Linked DNA regions of Mus musculus: all the other regions are linked to region 3. A link is a contact called in public ChIA-PET data. All regions are on one chromosome and are shown on one strand. The core of a region is the stretch at or near the end of the contact, and the rest is flanking DNA. Distances in the headings are between cores, read along the strand shown. Region 1 overlaps Snx29 (sorting nexin 29). Region 2 overlaps Snx29 (sorting nexin 29). Region 3 overlaps Snx29 (sorting nexin 29).

Region 1 (4,402 bases), core at 171-2,670, 200 kb after region 3:
CTGGAGAAAGAATATTTACCTTAATAATATGATAGATACACAGATTATCCTACAATGTGTATCAATGGAAATACCATCATTACAGAATACTGCAGAAGTGCTTAAAATAGGTAGTTCAGCCTCATCTGAATTTGCTGTCATCTTCTAGTTGTATTTTGTTCTAACAGTATTGACACACACACATTCTTACACTTAGAGACCATACTGGCCACGTGTATTCCCTCATTGCTTTTGAAAAAGACCAAGCTTTTATGTATGCTATTAAACTTTTATCAAAGTACACTTTGAGTAGCTATCACACTTTTATTTAAGGTTTTTAACTGGTAGTACTGTGTTTCAAAATGCATTCTAAGAGGCTGGAAATGTAGCTCACTTGACAGAGTGCTTGCTGAACATGCATAAAGGCCTAGCTTCCATTGCCAGTACTGCATAAATCAGCCCTGGAAAGGCAGAGTCAGGAGGATCAAAAGTTCAAGGTCATCCTCGTCTATATGGAGAACTCAAGGCCAGCCTGGGCTACATGAGAACCTATCTCAAAACAACACCACCACAAAATGGCTGTAGTGATGAATGGTGGCCCAGTTCTACCCCAGGTCCACGGGGCACGTTTGCCATCAATACCTTGAGTTTCACATCTGCAGGTTTTGGATGCAAAAGCAGGCACAGGTACTAGGTAGGTCTCACCTCTCCATGTTGGTGCCCTAGTTGAGTTAGGCTTGCATCTGAACCAGATCTGTCTCATAGATCTTTGCATAATGTAGAGAAAGTCAACTCATTCTCGAGAAGCATCTCAGAAGATGGCTCATTCCATCTTACGGAAGCTGAGGCTCTCAAGCTCACTCTCCACCTGTTGGCAGTGACAGCTCCTGTCAACTGCTTGTTGTATATTATCTAGGATAGTGCATGCTCTCTCACTCTCTTGCTCTCTTTAAAAATTGTTTTAAGATGCCTCCTTACATGGCCTTTTTCTGTAGCTAACATTGTTAAAATAGTTGAATAGTTTATATATTTTAACTTCTATAATCAAGGACACTTGAGATTTGGTTTTGGTTTATACTGGGGATGGAATACAGGGCCTTCTCCATGCTGGCAAATGCTCTACCACTGAGCTACCACCTGCTGCCTGAGGGATGATCTCTGGCAAACATTTTAGATGGTGTGGGCTTGTTGCTTCTAGGTAAATTTTGGCAAAAGGTTCCTTCTTAAAGGATGGCTTTTTTTTTTTGTTTTGTTTTTTAAGTGATCTCGGTACTTGCAGCCTCCTGCCTTCTGAATATGTTATATCAGCTCTTTCCAGCTACCTACAGAAAGTGATAGTCACAAAAACAGCAATGTGACACAAGAGCCCAGTCCAGTAAGACCTTGGACAAGTGAGGAACTTGGTGCTGCCTTGTGAGAGTGGAGTCTGCCCAGTGACAAGGCAGAAGTCTGTCTGCTTCCTGAATCTTCTGTACACAGAGCTCTCAGCTAACTGCTTCTAGAAAATCCCTCACAAGCACACCCAAAGGTGTGCCTCACCAATCTAGATGATTCTGAATCTGTCCATCACAGTGTATCTCAGAACTGATTTGCTCAGGACCTTGGGACTAGGAAGAAGGCAGGCTAACATTTGGTGTGAAGCCACTTAGGTCAAGACTCAGGCTCCCACTCACTCCTGCTCCTGTCTCCACAGCTGGGCTGCTCTCTCTCTTCAAGGCACACCTTCTAGTCTCTTCCAGCCTTCCTTACACGAAAGCCTCAGGACTCCACCTTTAGCTGGTTTCATTTTCATTTTCATTAGAGAACTGAACAGACCTGGCTTGTATCTGCTTCCTAGATGGAAGCTCCAATTCTTCTTTTCTTTTCTTTTCTTTTTTTTTTTGAAGGTGAACATAGTTTTATTTCATATTAACTTACAGTGTTCTCCACCTCACAGAATAGAGCCTATCCCACTATGTCCTCAAGCTAGAGACTCAGGGAATCATTCCTTTGCATCTATCTAGTTGATCCCCATGGCCCCAGATTTGTAACTTCCAATATTCTGAGACAATCCCTTCCTTCCTCTCTATTCCTTTCATGGCCTCGGCCGTGACCATACTTTTGCCTGAAGGCTATCGCAGCCTCCTACCTTAGTTCTGCTTCCTATGTTCTGTATCCTTTATAAGACCAACCAAGAAATCTCATAAGTTTGCACTCAGGCATAAAACTCCAATGGTTTCAAATGGCTGAAAAGTATATGGTAGCCTCTCTGAACCTGCACTGTAAGCCCATTTCCAAGCCTCAGTTTTTGCCACTAGCTCTCCCAAAATGTTCTTCTCATTGTTCCTGACATTCAAGCAGCTTGTGACTATGTTTTATATTTATATTGCTTACTCTATATATTTTTTAAGCACTCTGGGATTGAACTCAGATCTTATACAGGCTAGGCAAGCACCCTGTCACTGAGATACACCTCAACCCTTTTATTCATTCATTTATTTATTTATTTATTTATTTTTATTTTTATTTTTCCCACATTTTTATTACATATTTTCTTCATTTACATTTCAAATGCTATCCTAAAAGTCCCCTATATCTACCCCCACCCCCACCCTGCTCCCCTACCCACCCACACTCCCTCTTTTTGGCCCTGGAGTTCCCTTGTACTAGGGCATACAAAGTTTGCTATACCAAGGGGCCTATCTTCCAAATGATGGCGGACTAGGCCATCTTCTGCTACATATGCAGCTAGAGACACGAGCTTTGGGGGTATTGGTTAGTTCATATTGTTGTTCCTCCTATAGGGTTGCAGACCCCTGCAGCTAATTGGGTAATTTCTCTAGCTCCATGTTGGGGGCCCCGTGTTCCATGCTATAGATGACTGTGAGCATCCACTTTTGTATTTGCCAGGCACTGGCAAAGCCTTACAGGAGACAGCTATATTAGGGTCCCTTCAGCAAAATCTTGCTGGCGTATGCAATAGTGTTTGCGTTTGGTGGCTGATTATGGGATGGACCCTCGGGTGGGGCAGTCTCTGGATGGTCCATCCTTTTGTCTTAGCACCAAACTTTGTCTCTGCAACTCCTTCCATGGATATTTTATTCCCTAGTCTAGGGAGGAATGAAGTATTCACGCGTTGGTATTCCTTCTTGATTTTCTTGTGTTTTGGAAGTTGTATCTTGGGTATTCTAGGTTTCTGGGCTAATATCCACTTATCAGTGAGTGCATATCAAGTGATTTCTTTTGTGATTGGGTTACTTCACTCAGGATGATATCTTCCAGATACATCCATTTGTCCAAGAATTTCATAAATTCATTGTTTTTAATAGCTGAGTAGTACTTCATTGTGTAGCTGTACCACATTTTCTGTATCCATTCCTCTGTTGAGGGACATCTGGGTTCTTTCCAGCTTCTAGCTATTATAAATAGGGCTGCTATAAACATAGTGGAACATGTGTCCTTATTACCAGTTGGAACATCTTCTGGGTATATGCCCAGGAGAGGTATTGCTGGATTTAGTGGTAGTATTATGTCCAGTTTTCTGAAGAACCAACAGACTGATTTCCAGAGTGGTTGTACAAGCTTTTAATCCCACCAGCAATGGAGGAGTGTTCCTCTTTCTCCACATCCTCTCCAGCATCTGCAGTCACCTGAATTTTTGATCTTAGTCATTCTGACTGGTGAGAGGTGGAATCTCAGGGTTGTTTTGATTTGAATTTCCCCGATGATAAGGATGTTGAACATTTTTTCAAGTGGGAAGCTCCAATTCTTGATTTCACTTGTTAGTCGAGGGAAACAGCACTCAACTTGCCTCAAGTTGTGGAAATTGATGGACATTGTCAATAAATTCCCCTCACTTCCCCATGCTGGTCTCTGGTTTAGGTGCTTCCCTTTTCTTTGTCTAGATTCTTAAGATCCTAGTCAGGTTCAGGCATAAGGTGAGAAGCCCCACCTTGGGAGGTGGAAAACATCATCATCATTTTAACAGCTACCAGCACGGGTGTCAGGTAGCCAGGGCAGAGCTGTTCTAAGCCCTTGTGCCAGCCCTGATGACTGAGTCCCCATCTCAGTCCAGTGTTGGGGGTTGGGAGATCACTGGAGTTCACGTGCTGTCAATATCTCCTGGTCTTCACACTTGCCTCATGGTGTATGGCTGGGACCCGAGCAGTGTTGGTAAGGGCCATCATGACACTGTCTGATTTCTGTTACCAATCATGTTTTAACATAGGTCTTGTCAGTCAGAAGACTCCATGTTCTTTCCTCCTGTAGTTGCACATACATTATAGGGCAAAAAGACAGCCATTTTGAGAGGGCAGTGGCCTTTTTTGCTCACATACTGGGTGTGACATTAGTGATACTCTTCACGATGACAATAGATATTTTTTTTCATTGTACAGATGATATCTTATGTCACCAGTCCTAATTAGTCCTTTATAGCTCCAAA
Region 2 (4,070 bases), core at 748-3,247, 130 kb after region 3:
GGAGGATCCCAAACACTGTGGTTCATCCAGTGTAAAGGGAGCTCCTGCTCTCCTGCTGCCCGTCTTTAGAAGCATGGAGTTTGTCCCCATTGCATATGTATACCACACATTTGTTCACGGTGACCTGGACTCCAGCCCCTGGGCAGCTCTGGGCTCCAGTGAGTACTGGAGCCATCTGTTACTAGTGAGGAAGCAGTCAGTGCTGAAGATTGAAGTAGTAAGACTGTCCCAGAGCTGGATGAGGTTCTGTGGTCCTCAGTACTGCAAAGCCAACTCAACTCCAAATGCATTCCAGATTGTTTCTGAAACCTGTGGTTTGAACTTTGGAAACTAAATCTGATGATTAACATTGTTTGTTAACAGGATTTAAGATCACTTAGTAGGCATGTCCATGAAGAATTATATAGATTAGTTTAACTGAGGAGGTGTACTGGCTAGTTTTGTGTCAACTTGACACAGGCTGGAGTTATCACAGAGAAAGGAGCTTCAGTTGGGGAAATGCCTCCATGAGATCCAGCTTCGAGGCATTTTCTCAATTAGTGATCAAGGGGGAGAGGGCCCATTGTGGGTGGTGCCATCTCTGTGCTGGTAGTCTTGGCTCTATAAGAGAGCAGGCTGAGCAAGCCAAGGGAAGCAAGCCAAAGAACATCCTGCTATGGTTTCTGCATCAGCTCCTGCTTCCTGACCTGCTTGAGTTCCAGTCGTGATTTCCTTCAGTGATAAACAGCAATGTGGAAGTGTAAGCCGAATAAACCCTTTCCTCCCCAACTTGCTTCTTGGTCATGATGTTTTGTCCAGGAATAGAAACTAAGACAGGAGGGAAGGCCTGTGTTAAACATGGGCAGTACCCTTCTATGACCTGGATTGAATGAAAAGGAGAAAGTAAGCTATACACCAGCCTCATCTTTCTTTCCTGACACACACACATGCTGTCTCAGGTTCCTGCATGGCTTCCCTGTCATGATGGGCTGTGAGCCGTGAGCTAAAAACAAATCCTTCCTTCCTTAAGTTGCCCTTCCCAGGTATTTTGTCATAGGTGACAGATTTATAAAGGGAGGGCTGTGGCAGTTGTAGGGTGATCCAGCAGGAGAACACATGGGGGATGTAGCATCTGACTCTCTGGTGTGTTCTTTAGCCTATAGCTCCAGGCAGTAAGCTGAGATGTCATGCCCATGGCTTATGCCCACCAAAGAGTTACCTAAAGAAGGTCCAGTGCTCTGTGGTTACTGATCACAGCTTTGCAAAGTCAATTGGTTTGCTAGATTTCTCAGCAAGGAAGAAGCAGGAAACCATGTTACAAACCTATAACCTCTGCTTGTGCTCTGGGAACCGGAGCTCACTGAAGGAAAAGGGGTCATGTGACAGAACAGAAGGGACACTCACTGATGGCATTCTAGAGTGAGATGCGGGGGGACTTAGTACATTGTATGACAAGCAGTGGCAGCTAATGGATTCTGTGCAGCATTAGTGTTTGAGATGGGCCTAGAGGAGGATGAGGAGGGGGAGGGATGACATTGCAATGCCTAGCTCTAGAAGAAGGTGACAATCTGTCTAACAGATATTTTGTGTTATTTTATGCTCCAGTGACCTGGAGCTCCTTGGGGTTAATGTGGACAGAGCTTTTCTGGCCATGAGTCTGTTAAGTACCTCAGCTTCAGCATGCAGTTGGTGCTCCATAAACACATACCAACAACAGTCTACTAAGTGAATTTAGGTACCCTGTGAAATATGTGTAGGGTGTTAAATGTGGAGCCCCAGATTAGGCTGATAGAGAAGTCCCAAATGTGGCCTCTGATGGCAGGGATTAGATGTCTAATAGGAGCGCATGGCTCAGGAGAGAGCACTTGCCTGGTGTGGTTGAAGCCCCAGGTTCAATCCCCAGCATGACAAATAAAAAGCAAAAAGAAAGACAAAAGACTTCAGCTCTGTAGAGGAGGTAGGCTCTCTTTTGATGCTCAGGGTTGAGGGAAGCTAAGCTTAGGGCCCAGAGCAGCAGGCTCTTACACAGCTTTATGAGCACTGTCTTAGCAGCCAGCCTGTGCCTCCTCTTCTGTCCTGTCTTCTGGCCTTCCATGCCCATGAGCCTTTGATAGAGCTGGCAGTGGTAAAGAAGAAGTCCTGATGCTCCTTCAGTGGCCTTTACTCCTCTAGATGGAGTTCTGTTTTCTTCACTGCATAGTGGCTTTAGTGGCAAAGCCATCAAATTTCTTAGATGTAGAGAGAGCAGGCATTCATTATCCCAAGACCAGGCCAAAGATTAAGGAGGTGGTGATCCTGGGGAGGCTTCAGGGAAGAGTCATGCACTGTCTGGAGCAAGGCTTTAAGGCAGCTCAGCAGAGGTTAGCACCTCACTACAGCTGTTTTGCATGGCTCCTCCCTCCTCCTTTGGACTTCCAGTAACCGTGCTCACAATTTTCTTTGTAAACCTTCCCCTCTCTCTTGAAGATCTGAAACTTCAGATTTTTTTTCTCACTAGAGGTTTTGAAGTTCAAAGACATTGGATACATCTAAGACTCTTACTTCTTTCTCTCTTTTAAGTAATTCCTGTGGTTTCACCGAATCTCCCTAGAGTTGGCCAGTCCATTTTGGCTTCCAGGAAATGTAAGATGTGGGCAGCATTCAGATTTTGATCCTTCTTCTTCTTGACATTGAATTCTGGAGTTTGGTGGCTTGGAGGACACTTGATGCCACAAAGTCAGAGGAGTTCTGATCTACCACTTCCTGTTGGGCCTCACTAAGCCTCAGGCTCTCAGTGGAGTGTGACCAGTTGCCCTCCTTGAGCTCTACTCTGGGACTTTAGCAGAGCCTGGTTAGGGCAAGAAGAAGCTCTGTGTCCTTCTCATCGTGGCCTGTGTCTTGGTAGAGCAGAAGTTCCAAGCACTCTGCCCTCCTTTTCTTCATGGATCCTGAGGTATGCAGGAGTGCAGCCTCTGTTCAGCAGCCAGCAGCAGTGAGCACTGATTCCTCAGCTCATCTTAGTCCCTGGAGATGCTGTGCTGCTCCTGGGTTGCCAGCACTCTTCTGCTTGTAGCTCCTCATCTGAGCCATGTGCTTTCTCCTTCCTCATAGCAGATAAGGGATTCTCTTTGTCTCATTTGGGTATAATGTAATACACTTGTGATCCTAGCACCTGGGAGGCGGAGGCAGGAGGATCCTGAGTTTGAGGCCAACCTGGGTTGTATAGTTGAGACTCTGTCTAAAAAATCCAACCAGAGATGGAGGAGGCTGCTCAGATGCCTAAGTGTTGGTTTTGTCTTTGTGGCGGCCTGGAATCTGGGCCTGCCTCTGACCGGGAGTCTGGAGTACTTAGGAAGGAGTAGGCGAACTTCCACAGAGACACACTTGGAAGATGATCCAAGGCTCTTCTTTTGGACAACAGATAAAAATATTGGTAATTATAGTGGCTGATTTCAGCTCCTCAGCCCTCCAGTATTTTGAGTCTCTGTTAGGTTTCTCCCTTTATGCAGGAAGAAGCTTCCTGAAGCCAGAGTCGCCTGGTCTTGATGGAAGAGGTTCAGGGCTGTTCTGTTGGTGCTGGGCACACCTTGGGAGGGATCAGGGCTGTTGTGAGCACCAGATAAGCTGGCCTTTGTTTTACTTGAAAAGCCTGCTGCTTGAGGGTAGAGCGACAAACTTCAGAGAGCAGACAGCTGATGTGACTGAGGAGACCAAGGTTTGCCAGCCTTGTACCGAAGTCTCTTCTGGCTACAGTGACTCACCTGTACCTCAAGGCATCTGAAGACCACTGATGTGTGTGTTAGTAAACTCTTGCTGCTGCCTTCAGCCTCATTTCTCACCTTACCTAGAACTTGTTTCATCTTTCAGAAGCACATCTTTGCATGGGGGTTGGGGCAAGCTGTCTAACTTGACAACTAACTTGATTCCTTTTTTCTGTCTTCTATCCTTGACTCATCTTTCCTTGTTAACTTTACACACACACACACACACACACACACACACACACACACACACACACACAAGGCGGGTTTATTGGGAAGCTTCTCTCAGCCAGGAGAGTTCACTGGACCCAAGGACTGAGGTTGGGAAGTTGCCATGAGGAAAGTGGGGGA
Region 3 (4,298 bases), core at 1,758-4,257:
ATTTTCTCTTCGTTCCCTATTGAAATCCATACTAGAAACTACCAGGTGCCACCACGTGAATGTCTGAAGTTGATCATTCTCCCCTCCAGAGTCTGTGCTGAGGCTGGGGTGGCTAGTGGCAGGCTTGCCCGAGATTATTCACAAAAATCTGTGGGCGCCAGTAGGCTGCCTGACTCAGGGAGGTGTGCAGAGGGGTCACCTGTGTGTTCAAGCTACCTCCTGTCCTTTCCTGGTGACAGCAGCATCTCCGGCTCTCACTGAGACCTTATTTCAGGTCTAGTTGACAAGCTGCTTGCTGTTCTTCATGGAGACAGATGAAGGCAAAGAAGCATAATTTCTAAAGCAGAAGAGGCTCTTATTAAGAGAGGTGTAGACAGTGCCATTTCCACCTCACACAAACTCCCACCCAAGACTTCTCTCCACTGCCAGGCTCATTTTCTGCGAGGCTCGTTCTTCCAGCTGGAGCAATTCTCTCGGAAGAAGCCGTGGAGTCACCTTCCCTTGGGAAGAATGACAGCTACTGTATGCTGATTTCTTCTTCCCAGATAGAATCCCCCATGGTATTTCTGTCAGGGGGTGGCATGCTTCAGGAGGAGACTCCTCTCCAAGCTCTTGGAGAGCTCGGTGGCAGCGGGGCACTGTGGGGCTTGGTGTATCTGATACATCCTGATATTCACAGCAGACACCCTCTGCATGTGGCCTGTAAACACATCACAGTTGGGTTTCTAGAAATAGCCATTTAGGTGCAGTGAAGCAGAGCCATACCTGATTTACCTTAGGGTGGTAACTTGTGATCCTTCCTATTACTGCTACCCCTGGTCACTTTCTGGGGTAGAAATGTATATGCAAATAGGCATGCTATAAAAGCTAAAAAGTATTCGGATCTAAGGTAATGCTGTGCTAAAATGTACCCCATAGGATGCCATGCATGCCAGCTTACCCTGTGCTGTGTTAGTATGTACTCCATAACCACTCCATGCACACTGGTTTTCATGGTGGTGGCAGTGGACCGTGGGTCCTGGTGCACTCTATGGGCAGCAGTGGAAGCAGGAAGAGACCGCTGTCATCGAGTCCAAGCAGGTGTTCTGTGCTTCTCTTCTGCAGAGTATTCAGTTGGCCTGTTAGGAAACCCTCCATCTGTAAGATCTCTTACCCACTGAGGTGTGTCAGAGTTGCTACACCTTTGACTGGAGTGTCCTTAAGAGCACCTCCTTGGCATTTGCTACCTCCTTGTTTCCCTTGATCTCAACTATCCCAGGAACAGGGACTCAGCGTCTTACCACAGGTACCTGCCCAGGGCTCAGGCTCTTGGCTTTTGTTTGCTGTCTGCTAATATCAGCTTAGCTAAGGTATAAGTGCATTGAGTTGGTGCAGAGCCTGTGGGCAGTGATGAGCCTTGATCTGGGTGGGATGGATGCACAGCCTCTGAACGGTGGGGCCCTCTTTTGCAGGTCACTGCGGAATCTCCTTGACGGTGAGATGGAGCACTCAGCAGCGCTCCGGCAAGAGGTGGATGCCCTGAGGCGGAAGGTGACAGAACAGCAGGAGCGCCATGCCACAAAGGTCCAGGCACTGGCCAGGTAGACGGGGCCAGGCGGGGAGGCAAGAATGTGAGCCAATCCCACACACACCTTCTTTCCCATTTGTCTCTGAAGAAAGGCCTTGCTGTGCATGGTGCCCAGGCAGGCCTCACACTTGGCATCCTCCTGCCTTGGTCTCCAAGTGCAGGGATTGCAAGCATGTGCCAGCACAGCTCATTCATACTTCTAGAAAACCAGAAAGGGAGTACCAAAGGAAGCTACAGTTGTGCATTTTCACCTGACGCACTTGTTTGAATGAGGGACACACATGCATGTGTGAGTCAGGAGGTTAACTGCTGGGTGTTTTCCCTTTCCTGCCCCTCAGTTTGCTCCCTGCTGTCTTAACCATAGCCAATCCCGGGATTCCGTGTGCACGAGGCAGATTTATGTACATATGAGTATTCTTCCCCTCTTCTTCACACTACATTCCAGGCAGGTTCTGGAGGGGTGTGCCCAGGGTTGCCATCTTCTTTCTAGTAGCTCCTGGTGTGTTCTGGCCTGACTGTATTAGGATTGGGTTAACCAGTCTGCTCGTAGTGGACAGTAAGGACATTTTGTCTTCTGTGATACTTCCCGGTGCATAACCTGAGTGTCTGCCACTGTGTTCCCACTTGAGTGTGTTTGCTGGAAGCGGTTCTGGACTTGCTGGTCAGAGTGCAGGCATGTGCAGGCTGTGTCCTTCACAGGTACTGAGCTGAATGGGCCCCACAGCATTGCGGTAAATGGTGCTGCTCCCAGCTCTTCTTGTGGGAGCAAGGTTTCGGGTCTTATAATATTACAGGAGAAAAATTAGGCTGGTGGGTCATTTTTCAAGAGCATTTCTATAATTATAAATGTTACTAAGCTTATTTTAAGAGGCACTAATTATTTTTTCTGTGATGTCATTTATATCTTATTAGATAAAACATGATGAATTAAAATTCCCACCTCCTATGAGAGCACCATTCTTTTTCCTGAGTGCATTCTCCTGTGGGCATGCATATCCCCTGCATGTGCGGCTGACTCCCCATCGTTCCTCATCTTGTCTCCCCTGCCACCTCTTACTGTAAGGCAGTTTGAGGTTAGCCGTTTGTGTAGACCTGTGTGTGGTATTTCATTGAACTAATGTAGCATATTAAATTGACCACACTAATTGGTCAGTTTAGCACTTGGACTGTTCCCAGTTTTCCCCATTTTCGGTGACGTGAGCAGCGTCTACTGTGACAAAACATCTATCTGACAGATGCCACTTAGGGAAGAACTAACATCACCACAGCAGACAGGAAGTGGTAATGTGGCTGCTGACATCACCACAGCAGACAGGAAGTGGTAATGTGGCTGCTGACATCACCACAGCAGACAGGAAGTGGTAATGTGGCTGCTGACATCACCGCAGCAGACAGAAAGCAGAGGGCTCACATTGGTACCAGAAATGTACCAAGACCCACTTCTTTTTCCTAGACTGTACTCTAAAGGTTCTATAACCTCCCCACACCTCCCACACCTGGGGACCCAGTACTAAACACGTGATCCTGTGGGGGACATTTCATGCTAAAACACTAACATTGGTGGTTCTTTGGGGTATGTCCAGAGGCTGTGTTCGGTGATGTGGCGTGAGTACTTTTCATGTTCCTGTAATTCAGCACAGTCCTGTGACCTCCTTTCTACATTCCATTCTTTGAGCTTCTTCTCTTTGCATCCTAACAACCTGTGGGCCATGACCCCTTTGGTGGGGCATTCTAACTACCCTTTTCACAGAGGTCAACTAAGACCATCAGAAAATACAGCCTTTTACATTATGATTCATAGTAGTGGTAAAATTACAGTTATGAAGTAGCAACAAAAATAATTTAATGTTGTGTGTGTATGGGGGTCACCACCTCCTGAGAAACTGTATCAAAGGGTCACAGCATTAGGAAGGCTGAGAAGCCCTGCTCTAGGACATCAGAGCCAGGTCAGAGGTAGTCAGAAGTAGAGTAATTAGTTCCTATTGTGCATTTCTTCACTGGTCTTCCATCTCACGTGACCTCACTGGAGCTCTGTGGTGTATCCTGGCTCGATGACTCAAGTCTTCAGAGACACTGGCTTTGAACATCGTAACAGGATAGGGCTATGGTCCCTTCATTGTGTTGGCTTGTGTTAGGAGTCAGCTTAGCCCTGGCTCCATTCCTGGAAATTGTGTTTCTGGGTGACTTGCTCAGCTTCTTCCTCACCTGTGTGGGAGAGGATGGTCCTATCCACTGACGTGGACAGAGGAGGAAGGCTGCTGGAGTCTTGAGACGATTGACAAGCTGCTGTGCGTGTTTTATATTGAGTGCTCTTTTTAGCTGTGGTAATCCCAGAGAACAATTTATGCTACACATGGGATAGAGACCGAGGTTTATAATGTGAAGTCTTCCCAGTTATGCAAGAACTGTTTCAGGCACTTGGAAGTTGGCAGTTTGCAGGTGGAAGGACATCTGTAGAACAGACAAATTCTTCAAAAAGAGAAAGTGGGAGAAACCCCCCTGAGCAGCTGGCCACACTGGCGGGCGAGTGGGTCTGCTCAGTCACTTGTTGCTTGGTAGCTAGAAGGGCTGTGTGCTACAGTCACCATGGGGGAGTGACTATCATAGGCTGAGGCTCATGTATGTGCTGGCCCCCTCTTCTAACCCCTGACCCCACTCTCCAGCTCAGGTGGCAAGATCTATAACACAGGTGGCTTAGTGGTTTAGGGTACAGTTTCTGGCATTGGACTTA

Evidence for each region. ChIA-PET counts read pairs in DNA pulled down with a chosen protein or histone mark.
Region 1: a contact with region 3 is called in an RNA polymerase II ChIA-PET map of memory CD8 T cells, with 47 read pairs. The contact joins two enhancer-like sites. A contact is called at or near these places in 4 of 484 Hi-C or Micro-C datasets (the HPC-7 cell line, LSK cells, bone marrow-derived macrophages and 1 more), 3 of 115 datasets of contacts at active chromatin or transcription factors (memory CD8 T cells, stem cell-derived neural progenitor cells and trophoblast stem cells) and 1 of 9 other capture datasets (liver).
Region 2: a contact with region 3 is called in an RNA polymerase II ChIA-PET map of memory CD8 T cells, with 105 read pairs. The contact joins two enhancer-like sites. A contact is called at or near these places in 1 of 39 promoter capture datasets (hippocampal neurons), 2 of 15 datasets of contacts at CTCF or cohesin (CD8 T cells and large pre-B cells), 2 of 484 Hi-C or Micro-C datasets (myocytes and pancreatic cancer cells), 4 of 115 datasets of contacts at active chromatin or transcription factors (embryonic stem cells, large pre-B cells and memory CD8 T cells) and 3 of 9 other capture datasets (adipose tissue, liver and pancreatic islet).

The regions. Positions count from the first base shown.
Region 1 is chr16:11,651,466-11,655,867 of GRCm38.p6, forward strand. All of the region lies in intron 16 of Snx29 (sorting nexin 29), which reads left to right. Among named protein-coding and RNA genes, the nearest start is that of Gm32100, 70 kb to the left of the region's middle. Within about 2 kb of position 1,421, at least 58 of the 459 cell types and tissues checked have an H3K27ac peak or open chromatin away from gene starts, as enhancers often do. A contact at or near this core is called in bone marrow-derived macrophages and memory CD8 T cells, where this site is marked.
Region 2 is chr16:11,575,309-11,579,378 of GRCm38.p6, forward strand. The region is part of intron 15 of Snx29 (sorting nexin 29); the gene reads left to right. Among named protein-coding and RNA genes, the nearest start is that of Gm32100, 6.4 kb to the right of the region's middle. Within about 2 kb of position 1,998, at least 44 of the 459 cell types and tissues checked have an H3K27ac peak or open chromatin away from gene starts, as enhancers often do. A contact at or near this core is called in CD8 T cells and memory CD8 T cells, where this site is marked.
Region 3 is chr16:11,445,929-11,450,226 of GRCm38.p6, forward strand. It overlaps Snx29 (sorting nexin 29), which reads left to right. Exons shown (of 21, transcript NM_028964.4): 13 at 1,452-1,580. Among named protein-coding and RNA genes, the nearest start is that of Snx29, 130 kb to the left of the region's middle. Within about 2 kb of position 3,008, at least 59 of the 459 cell types and tissues checked have an H3K27ac peak or open chromatin away from gene starts, as enhancers often do. A contact at or near this core is called in CD8 T cells, bone marrow-derived macrophages and memory CD8 T cells, where this site is marked.